Regions from separate parts of the Anas platyrhynchos genome. Here regions 2 and 3 are each linked to region 1. Evidence: chromatin contacts called from public Hi-C data. All regions are on one chromosome and are shown on one strand. Each heading gives the region's core, a stretch centred on a gene start, on an enhancer-like site or on the middle of the called end of the contact. The rest is flanking DNA. Distances are from core to core; before and after follow the strand shown.

Region 1 (3,119 bases), core at 247-2,746:
GGCGGTTTGCCACGCTGGTCCCAGTCCGGCTGGGCTTGCTAAATGGGAAAATGAAGGAATTGCAATTAATATTAATTAATAAAGCGCAGTTACGGGGCGCGGCGGCAGCCTGGCTGGGATGAAGAGGCGTTTGCATCCTTCCCCCGCTCCTGGAGCGTATTTTTTAATTTATTTTTTTTAAGTGAAAACACGTAAAAAAAAAAAATTAAAATTAAATAAAGTGGCAAATTCGTGTCGGCAGAAAAGGCGGGGAATTTCGAGACGACGAAGCGTTTTCTGTTGAAAATGACCCCCACGAAAGAGCGTCTAAAAGTCAAAAAGGTTAAAAAGAAAAGAAAAATCCCTCCAATCTCTGCCTTTTTTTATCAGGCAGGGCGACCCGAGGAGCGCTGTTCATTAGCCAGAAGTTCATTAGCCCGCCTTTAACCCCACAGGGAACCGGCTCCCCAGGCACCCGCTCGTCCCTCCCCGACCCCTGCCGCGACATCCCCGCAATCACGGCGCGCGATAAAGCCTCGCTGTCGCGACACGTCCCCCCCCTCCCAGGCGCCGGCGGAGCAGCTGGCTGCCCCGTGCCACATCCCCCAGCCTCTGTCGTCGCCTGCCCCAGGTCACCTTTGCCTTGCGACCCCCCAGGAGAAGCGGGGCCCGGGCCCCGGGCTGGATGCGGCCCCGGCGAGCCCGGGCTGAGCTCTGCTGGCAGCCCTGGCCGCGGATGCGTCTTTCTGGAGGGACTGATGATGACAGATACCCAGCTGATAACCTCTGGCGAACCGAGTTATTTTAATTTCCAGTCACTTTCCTGCTAAGTGCCGTATCGGTTTGTACACAGCTGAGATAAGAGGATAGGGCTGGGGAGGGGGGAGGAGGGGGGGGGGGAAGGGTTAAAGGGAGAGGTTTTGGGGGGGGGGAGAAAAAGGGAAGAATGAGAAAGAAACAGCGGAAAAATGCCTACCGCCTGCTGCTGGCTTGGCCACATCCTACGGCCGGCTTTGGCTTCACCTGATGGCTGGGGCAGCTCAAGGAGGAGCCACGGTTTTTTCCTCTCGGATGGCTCTGCTTATAAGAACCGGCAGATTTGGGGTCGTTCACCTGATCCCTTACAGCGGGAGCCAAGGGCACATCCTCCGGGGCACAAAAAAATCCCTAAGAAAACGTGAACGTTCCCCCTAAACGGGGGAGGGAGGAGAGGGGGGGGGAGGCATTCACTGTGCTTTAAAATCATCATCATCATTTCTACGAGCCCCCTCCGCTCACCCCTGGGCAGGGGGCCGCTGCCCCCTCCCATCCCATCCCATCCCATCCCCGCGGTGCCCCCCCCGTGTCCCTGTATCCGTGTCCCCGTCCCCCCCCCCCTCGACGGGGCGGCCTCCAGGGCGCCCGCCCCCTCCGTGGCCGAGCCTCGGGCCGGTTTCGCCGCCGGGCCTGGCACCCCCGCGGAGCTCCGTGTTTGTTTTAGGGCCGGCCGAGCCCAATCAGCGGCTGCTGCCTGCACTTTTCCGGCAGGGCTGCGAGAGGCGCCTCCTCCTCTCTCCTTTTTATACATCCAGCCGCCCGCCGCCGCCGCCGGACTCGCCGCCGCCGCTCGCCCCCCTCGCCACCGGATTTACCTCCCCGGGACCCGGCCCCATGAGGGCCACCGGCTGCAGGTTTGCCCCGGCCCTTTTTCTCTTATCCCCGAGCTTCCCCGGCCCCATCTCCCCCCCGCCCCGCACAGCCCACCCCGGGGCCGGCCGCCGAGGGGAGCCGAGCCGCTCCCGGCCCGGGGGAGCCCCGGGGAAGCCCGGTGGGCAAACATCCGATGCCGGTGGCTGCAGCCCTTATCTGGCCGGCCCTTATCTATCCGCCCGTTATCTCGCAGGGGGATAGGGAGAGGCGTCCCTGGCTGCCGGGGGGTGGGTGGCGTGGGGCCGGGCGCGCTGCGCGGGTCGGGGGGCGGTTATCTCGGTGGGCTGAGGGAGGGGACCCCCACCGGAGGCTTTGCTCGCTGTCACCCCTCGGAGTCCCCTTTCCCTTTCTGCTCTTTCCCCCCGAAACGCAGCGGGTGCCCGCCTGCCTGCCTGCCCGTGCCCCGGCGGTCCCGGGATGCCAGCGGTGCCCGGCTGGCGGCGGGACGGTGCCGACCCCAAAAGGACCTGCTGGGGGTCGGGGCCGTCCCGCTGCCACCGGCTCCTGCCCCATGCACAGCACCCCCAGCCCCGACCCCATCACAGCGCACACGTCGGGGCCCGGCCCCTGCGCATCCCCCGGCTCCCGGGTGCCTTCCCTCCTCCTCCTCCTCCTCCTCCTCCTCCTTTCCGTGACCTTGGGCTGGAGACGAGCAAAAGAGCGGGGCTCCCGGCGGAGAAGCTCCCGTCTCCCCCCGGAGAAGCACCCTTCCAGGGATCGCCCTGCTAATTGTTTTCTCGGTGGAACCGAGTCAAATGACTCATTCATTGAGGCAGCGCTAACAACAACAAGGGCAGCGGCGGCGGCCAAGCCAGGGGACACGTCCCTCTGCCCCCCCTCGTCCCCACACCCTCCCCAGAGCCCGGTGGGGACGAGGGGGGCAGCGGTGGGGCGGTGTGAGCCACGGGGCGCTCCGAGGGTCCCCGCTGAGCCTGGTTGCGGGCGGGAGAGCGGCTGTCCCGCTCGCTAACTTTGTTGTTATTATTTCTCTCTCCCCCCCCCTCCCTCTCTCCCTCCTCTTTTGTGCCCTCCCTCCCCGCCCTGCCCTGCGGACCCCCCTCCCCTCCCTCCTTCCCTCCCTCCCTCCCTCCTCCCCCTGCCCTCCTCCCTTCCCCATCCCCACCCAGCGGCTAGAAGGGGACCTGGATGGCCGTGGCTGAAGGCGGCTGGTGCGTGCTGAAGCGGGGCGCTGCGGACTCCGGCGCTTCCTCCTGCCCCTTCGCGGCCAGCGAGCCGGGCCCGTCTCCTCCTTCGCCTTCCTCCTCCTCCTCCTCCTCCTCCTGCAGCGGCGGCTCCCAGGGCGAGCGCAGCTCCTCCGAGCCTCCCGACGGCGGCCCCCGGCCCGCCCCGTCGCAGCCCTCGGGGGTCCCGCAGCCCCCCGGCCCGCCCGGCTGGGAGGACGTCCTGCTCCTGGCGGATTTCCAGCGAGCCACCAAGCTGATCTGGGCCAG
Region 2 (3,119 bases), core at 277-2,776, 77 kb before region 1:
GCGGGAAGTCCTGTATAAATGAATTTTCCATTAGCATAATAGCTGTGTTACTGTCCCTCCTCTCTAGAGAATGTGGATGTGGGAAATAACGTAAAGAAGACTAAAATGCTCTTAATCTATGCGAGTCAGCAAACACACCTTGCATGTTCACAGCCAGGAGCCATTTGCCCTTGGCTCATGCCAGAATAGGCAAAAGCGGTTCTCTTTTTTTTTTTTTTCCTCCTAATTTTTCATTCCAGGAATTTCTGAAGTTTCCAAGCCATCGGGCTCTAGTTAAATTAAAACCTGGTCTTCCTTTTGGTGAATACTTTGTGTAATTGGCAGTATTTGTGTGGGTTCCGGCCTCATCTTGGATCACTTTGTTTAAACGTTGGGAGCCTACATGTATTACAGAGAACCTGCATTAATGAAGTTGAAGAGATGTGTCTTCTAATTGCAGCCATGAGACTGGGATTTGTTAGATATGATTTTTGAGAGTTTTCTGGGAGTCTTCACCCAAGCCACTTAATTTGTGTTTCCTCTCATTCCTGTATGTAAAATGAGGAAAAAATAATACTTGATGGTACTAGAAGAGATCAGCTAGTGTATGCAAAAAAGCCTAGAAATAAATAAATGAGCTCCTGAGCAGCTAACATGCCTCCCCTGCCAGCTCCTTGCATGGTGGTATACCAGCTGTGTAGTGGTGTCAGACCTTTTTCTGGTGGAAAACTAAAACCCAGCTCTAGTGCTAGCTCACAGGCCTGCCAAAGACCAAACAGGCACAAAATGGACTATTGTCTTCCACCTCCCAAGCAGTGGGAATTATTAACTTATTAATTAACTAGTAATCACATACAAATATATATTTTATTATAGTTAACAAGTAACAGTCGTTATGTTTTAAAGCACCTGGTGGAAGAAATCCGCGTTGGATAAAGGAAGGGTGACGAAGTGCCAGCTCTGGACGTCCTTGGGTTTCGGCCTCGTGGTGCTGCGGTGTTGGGTGAGCTGCCAGAGGGTGTCACTGCACGCGTTACGGAGAGGGAAGGACGAGGTGGGGAAAGGGAATAAAAGTTCAAGTGTAAATTTCAGTTTCATTGTTAAGCTAGAGATAAATACAGAAACATCGATGAATCAAATCCTCGCTTTCCTGGAGAGTACAAGCATTTCCTGGAGATGCTTAATTATATTGAAATGCTTAATTATATTTATTTATTTATATGTTTGTTTTTTTTTTTTTTGTTTTTTTTTTTTTTCAAATAAATATCCCAGCTGTTCAGGACCAGATCCTCTGATATAAAAAGTCGCATTACTGCTGACTTCCATACCCATTCTGTCCCTGAGTTGTTTCCTAATGCTGAATGTTGTACACAGCGTGAATAACGCTGGTTTAAAAAAAAAGAGAGAGAGAAAAGAAAAGAAAACCAGAGCAGGCTTTCCTCAAACCCTTCAAAACCTCCTGTATGAAACTCTTGGTGTTTGCAGACCTCAGTGCCGAAGGTCGCTCTGGCTGAGGGCGCCCATCTTCCCCTGCCAACTCGCCGGCCCCACGGGCAGGCTGGCTGTGGAGTTGGGCCCTCGCAGGCCTCTGCCACCAGAAGATGCCCGTGTACACGCTCAGCCAGCCCAAAATACACCAACCTTGCCGGCTCTGGGCTGTTTACGTGATGTACATTACTACCTCGCGGTGCCTGCACTTTTGGAGAGGCCTCTTCCCCGCAGCCCGTTGCCAAGGCCCGCGCTGTCTCCGTGCGTGTTATCGCGAGGATGACAGTTTAAACAGGGCTTATCGCTGTGTATTCAATCAAGGTTTATGAGGGCTGATAAAGATGTCACCTAGTTGCTTTGTGTGTTCATTAAAACACTATTCCTCGGTAGGACTTTGCTGTATTATGTTGTTTTGTGTTTTTTTTTTTTTTTTTTTTCCTTTTCTTCACCGATTTTAGCTACCTTCTGAGGAGAGGTGTATGTGTACGAAGGGGAGGTGCCGGGCTTGCTTTAGCACCAATATTTCTGCAGGGAAGAATTAAGAAAAAAAAAGTAATTTGGTTGACCCAACCCTATCTGCATTTAATATCTCGTGTTATCAGAATTGCTTATTTAATAATTCAGTACACTTTTCCTAGGTTTAGCTTGCCCGTGGCAGTAAAGTGATATGTGTGTGCTTTATCTCCTGTGCTGTGCTGTGGCTGCAGCTCGGGGGGGGGGGTGCTGCTTGTCCCCAGGGATGCTCGGACGTTCCTCACCGCTCACTGCACGCAGATCCACTCCTCTCTTCTCCTGATGCATGGGAACGGTGTACTTGCGACACAGAAACGTAAACCTGCTTGGTGAATTGCTTCAGTTGCAAGTCAAAGCCTGAGGAATGATTGCTAGAAACAAATAGATACTTATATAAAATGTATTGATAATTTTCACGTTATCCGGATATGATGAACAGTAATAGAAAATGGACAAAATATATTTTATTTTCTTGTGTTCTAAGCTTTGTTTCTTTTCCCTTCTTTCCTTATTTTTTTTTCCTTGATCCATATCCTTTTCCCAGCTATAGTTTAGAAGCACACTGGCCTAATTGTATCTGGTAACACTTCCAGAGTTCTGCCGATCTTCAGAAAATCTCATTTTTACAGTAAGCAGAAGTTGTTCTGTTGCATTTTTTGTTGTTTGAGTAAAATTTGTTGTAAAACAAAGCAGATACACAAAACCATAATGAAAAATGATTAGTTGCAGCTGTTTGCTGTGTTATATAAGAAGGGAATGTCTAAGGGATCTATTGGCTAAAAAAAAAAAAAAAAAAAGTTGAAAATATCTAACAGACTCAGGACCCTAGCTCAGTCAGAAATCAGTTGAAATTAAGCCTGCGTGTTTAAGCTTTTTTTTTTTTTTTTTTTTTTTTTAAATGGGAAGAAACTGAATATCCAGTTGATTCCTTAGAGCCCCAGGCCACGGCAATTTCTTGTTGTTTATGGTGCAGCATATTGTATGCAGCCCTCTCTGTATCCTACAAACTTTGTGAATACTGATAGCTGTCAGCATTTCGCAAATGATTCTTTCACTTTTGTTTACAATTGCTGCTGGCAGGCACTGGGCTATCTAAGGCTTTAATGCTGTGCATGTGCTTTCATAATAAAATGTTATTC
Region 3 (3,119 bases), core at 276-2,775, 65 kb after region 1:
TTCTCCATCGTTAAGTTTTTCTAAATTCTCCCAAACAATTTTAATGCGAGTACAATACAACCTTGAGAGCAGTCCTGGAAGATATCCGAATGTCCAGTTCTCAAAACAAGATTTCAACATGCGTCACGTCCCTCCTTGGACTATTTTGGCCAAGGGTGACAGGATCAACCAGAATTCCAGGTTACAGTTCATTAGTCCATGACAGCTAGATTATCTCTGTCTGCAAGTAGGGCAGCTCTGACCATACACACCAGGATCTTTTAAACAATTCCTAGGATACTTATCTTGATGCAATTTTTGTGCCTCTGAGCAAAAAATAGAAGCAATTAGACCTGAACTGAAGGTGTAATCAGCTAGGAAAACAGCTGAAGATTTATAATAAATTCTACCGCAAATGCAAAATTTCCAGTGTGAAAGAGAAGATCCTTTCAAGTCAGGATCTTCAGAAATCACCTTCAGATGGAGCTGGGCTGTTTCATATGATTTGGCTCGGTTTTGTGCTGGGCTGAGGAATCAGAAAAAATGTGCTTTAAAATCATCCCAAGTTAGTGAAACAAATTACCAACAGCACAGGCGATTAGTCACTGGAACGCTTTACTCTGGGAAATGGTGAATACTCCAATGCTTGATGCCATCAGATCAAGACTGGACATCTTTCAGGAAGGTCTTGTGTCAGGCAGGAGAAGTTATTGAGCTCGTCTTGTGATTATTTTTACATCAGAAGTGGGAATGGCTGACGAGGAACCTGAAAACATGACAAAAATCTGTGAAAGCAGGTTAGTGGGGTTCCTTATTTGATCTCCCAGTGTAGCAGTCAAAAAGAGTCTGTGCTCAGAAATGAATTGAGTGTTGTCTGAAGAGAGGCTGAGTCAGTACAGCTATCAGCTCCCTCTCAGCGCTGCATCGGCTCTGCAGTGCTGACAGCAGTAAAAACTTGTTTATTGATTGTCAATGAAGTATGACTTGAATATGCACAGTCTTCAAACAGAAGAGGAAAAAGATGATTTTACATCATCATCGGTCTGGCTATCACTGCACATAGCTGCACTGGGCTGATCCAGTTACATTTTCTGTTGTTAAAGTTTGCGGGTTTTTTTGTTTTGTTTTGTTGTTTTCAGGAAAATTACTCCCATATTAGAAGAATTAACTAGTATCCTGGAAAAGAAAATGTTGACTCAGATAAGGAAAATGACTGCTGGAAGCACAACAGAAAGTGAATTCTGCCTTTCATTTAACTCTTTAATTTCTATGTACCCATGGGAATTTTGCAAAAGATGGGAAGCAAAGACATGCACAAAATGTAGAAACTGAAAAAAATATGAAAAGAGAAAACAGAAACAGTGTGTGTCATTGAAAAATACCTTGATTTTTTGGAAGAAACAAATATTTTACTTCCCCTTCTCCGCAGGCATTATTCTGTAAAAACAATACAAAACATTTCAGCCTGTTCTAGTGATGACTTTGTAGGACTGACCCCCATGCAGAAAGCCAAAGCAATGTCTGTGACTCAGATAAGACACAACAAGCCCTATTTTGAAGACATCCTTTTGCAAAGGCTTGAATTCCACTCTTTAAATACATGGAGGCAGCCCTGTCTAAGATGACGCAGACACGATAGTGCCATCTAAGCAGCAATGCTGTGGCTGAAGATGTTTTCAGCCCCAGCTCCTATTCTGGGGTACTTATCATAGGTTTGCTTTGGGACCCACTGTGCTGGGTGTAGTGCAAACCATACCAATGAAGCAAAGTTTGCTTGCAGTTTTTAATGACCCTCATGCTTACAAGGAGAAAAGTTTGGAAAGTATGGAAAAATGACATTGGGTTTCTGTGCTCTTTTCTGTAAGAGCAGGGCAGTCAGTATTCAATGACAGAATAAAAAGCCACAGAGTCAGAAAATAGGTTACACATGGATTTTGGTTTGGCTGCTGCAAATCCAAAAACGTATTTTAGAAATTTCAGAATTCTCTCACACTCAGAGATTCATGCTGATAAATGGGCTTGGCACACAGCAAGTAATGCGATTTAGGGTCACACCTCTGCTACCAGACCTCCAAGCATGTCAGCGATCAAACACGGACCCATTCATTTCTCTATTTCCATGTGCATCCATTTAAACCAGAACATGCTTTACACCCCTGTGAGGGTATGGTAGCTCTTCCACCAACTTTGTGCTTTCTTTGCAATGACAGAAATGGCTCAGCAAAGTGCAGAATGACAAATAATTGGATCCCCATAGGATAAGTCCAGGTTACATGTGCAAGACAGAACCCAGGGCTCTGCCCCACTGAAAGAAGGGGCCAAAAGCACAGGAGTTGGACGGGTAGCCTGACTTCAGGGAGAGGAACTCAAGATTTGCACCAAAAATACTCAGAGCAATACACAGCTATTGAAGCAGGCCGAATTCCCAGGGATGCTTGGCATGTATACCCACTCCATATGAGATTTTATGTTGGTGGTGGTTCTTAGAAGGTCTCAGTCTAGCCTTGTTTCTCAGTTTTACAGCACATTGTGAAAGCCCACAGGATTACCCCATGCTATTCAAATTGCATATTTTCTCCATCATGGCAGAAAATTCTGCCATCATCTCTGTCCAGAAGAGCATTACCAGTTAGGTGGCTGCCTGAAGATGGTGACAGGGTTTGTCTGATCTTCCATTCTTGCCTCAGGTGATTCTGCATGCTCAAAGGGAGAGCTGTGGATGACCTACACTTTCAGAGACCATGTTCATGCATGGTTTTTTTTGTTTGTTGGTTTTTTGTTTTGAGACGTTGTACGCCTGCCTGGAGTCTGAAAACTTAAAATGTAGGGCTGCCCAAATTTCCATAATTTCATAGATGGAAAACACATTTCAGATCTCAAGTGGAAGCTAATACAATAATGAAGCTCTCAGGACCAAGTTAACACACAGCTTGTACACATACTGTTATGGCAGCATTCTTTACAAAGCGTTTACAACTGCAACTATATTTTAAAGTAAGATGGGAATTGTATAACTGGCTCAGTCTCTCATCCCCATCATTGAAAATGTGTGTGCAAATCCCAACACACTCAAAGGATGTTGCATGAGAATTACAAAAATGGTTTAAAGAGTTGTAGAGAGCAAGGCCAGGGTGCTGCTT

What was found. A called contact is a pair of places that touch in the nucleus more often than the background predicts.
Region 2: a contact with region 1 is called in a Hi-C map of F1 follicle, with 5 times the contacts expected there. The contact joins the enhancer-like site here to the promoter of GATA6 in region 1. A contact is called at or near these places in 5 of 8 Hi-C or Micro-C datasets (F1 follicle, F5 follicle, liver and 2 more).
Region 3: a Hi-C map of small yellow follicle shows a contact between it and region 1, with 3 times the contacts expected there. The contact joins the enhancer-like site here to the promoter of GATA6 in region 1. A contact is called at or near these places in 2 of 8 Hi-C or Micro-C datasets (F5 follicle and small yellow follicle).

The regions. Positions count from the first base shown.
Region 1 is chr2:54,611,354-54,614,472 of IASCAAS_PekinDuck_T2T, forward strand. GATA6 (GATA binding protein 6) reads left to right here and starts at 1,497. Exons shown (of 7, transcript XM_027451957.3): 1 at 1,497-1,649; 2 at 2,796-3,119. The coding sequence starts at 2,815. LOC101798838 (a long non-coding RNA gene) reads right to left here and starts at 1,264. Exons shown (of 3, transcript XR_011807594.1): 1 at 956-1,264.
Region 2 is chr2:54,534,490-54,537,608 of IASCAAS_PekinDuck_T2T, forward strand. No RefSeq gene overlaps it. Among named protein-coding and RNA genes, the nearest start is that of GATA6, 77 kb to the right of the region's middle. Within about 2 kb of position 1,527, at least 4 of the 8 cell types and tissues checked have an H3K27ac peak or open chromatin away from gene starts, as enhancers often do. A contact at or near this core is called in F1 follicle and small yellow follicle, where this site is marked.
Region 3 is chr2:54,676,611-54,679,729 of IASCAAS_PekinDuck_T2T, forward strand. No RefSeq gene overlaps it. Among named protein-coding and RNA genes, the nearest start is that of GATA6, 65 kb to the left of the region's middle. Within about 2 kb of position 1,526, at least 5 of the 8 cell types and tissues checked have an H3K27ac peak or open chromatin away from gene starts, as enhancers often do. A contact at or near this core is called in F5 follicle and small yellow follicle, where this site is marked.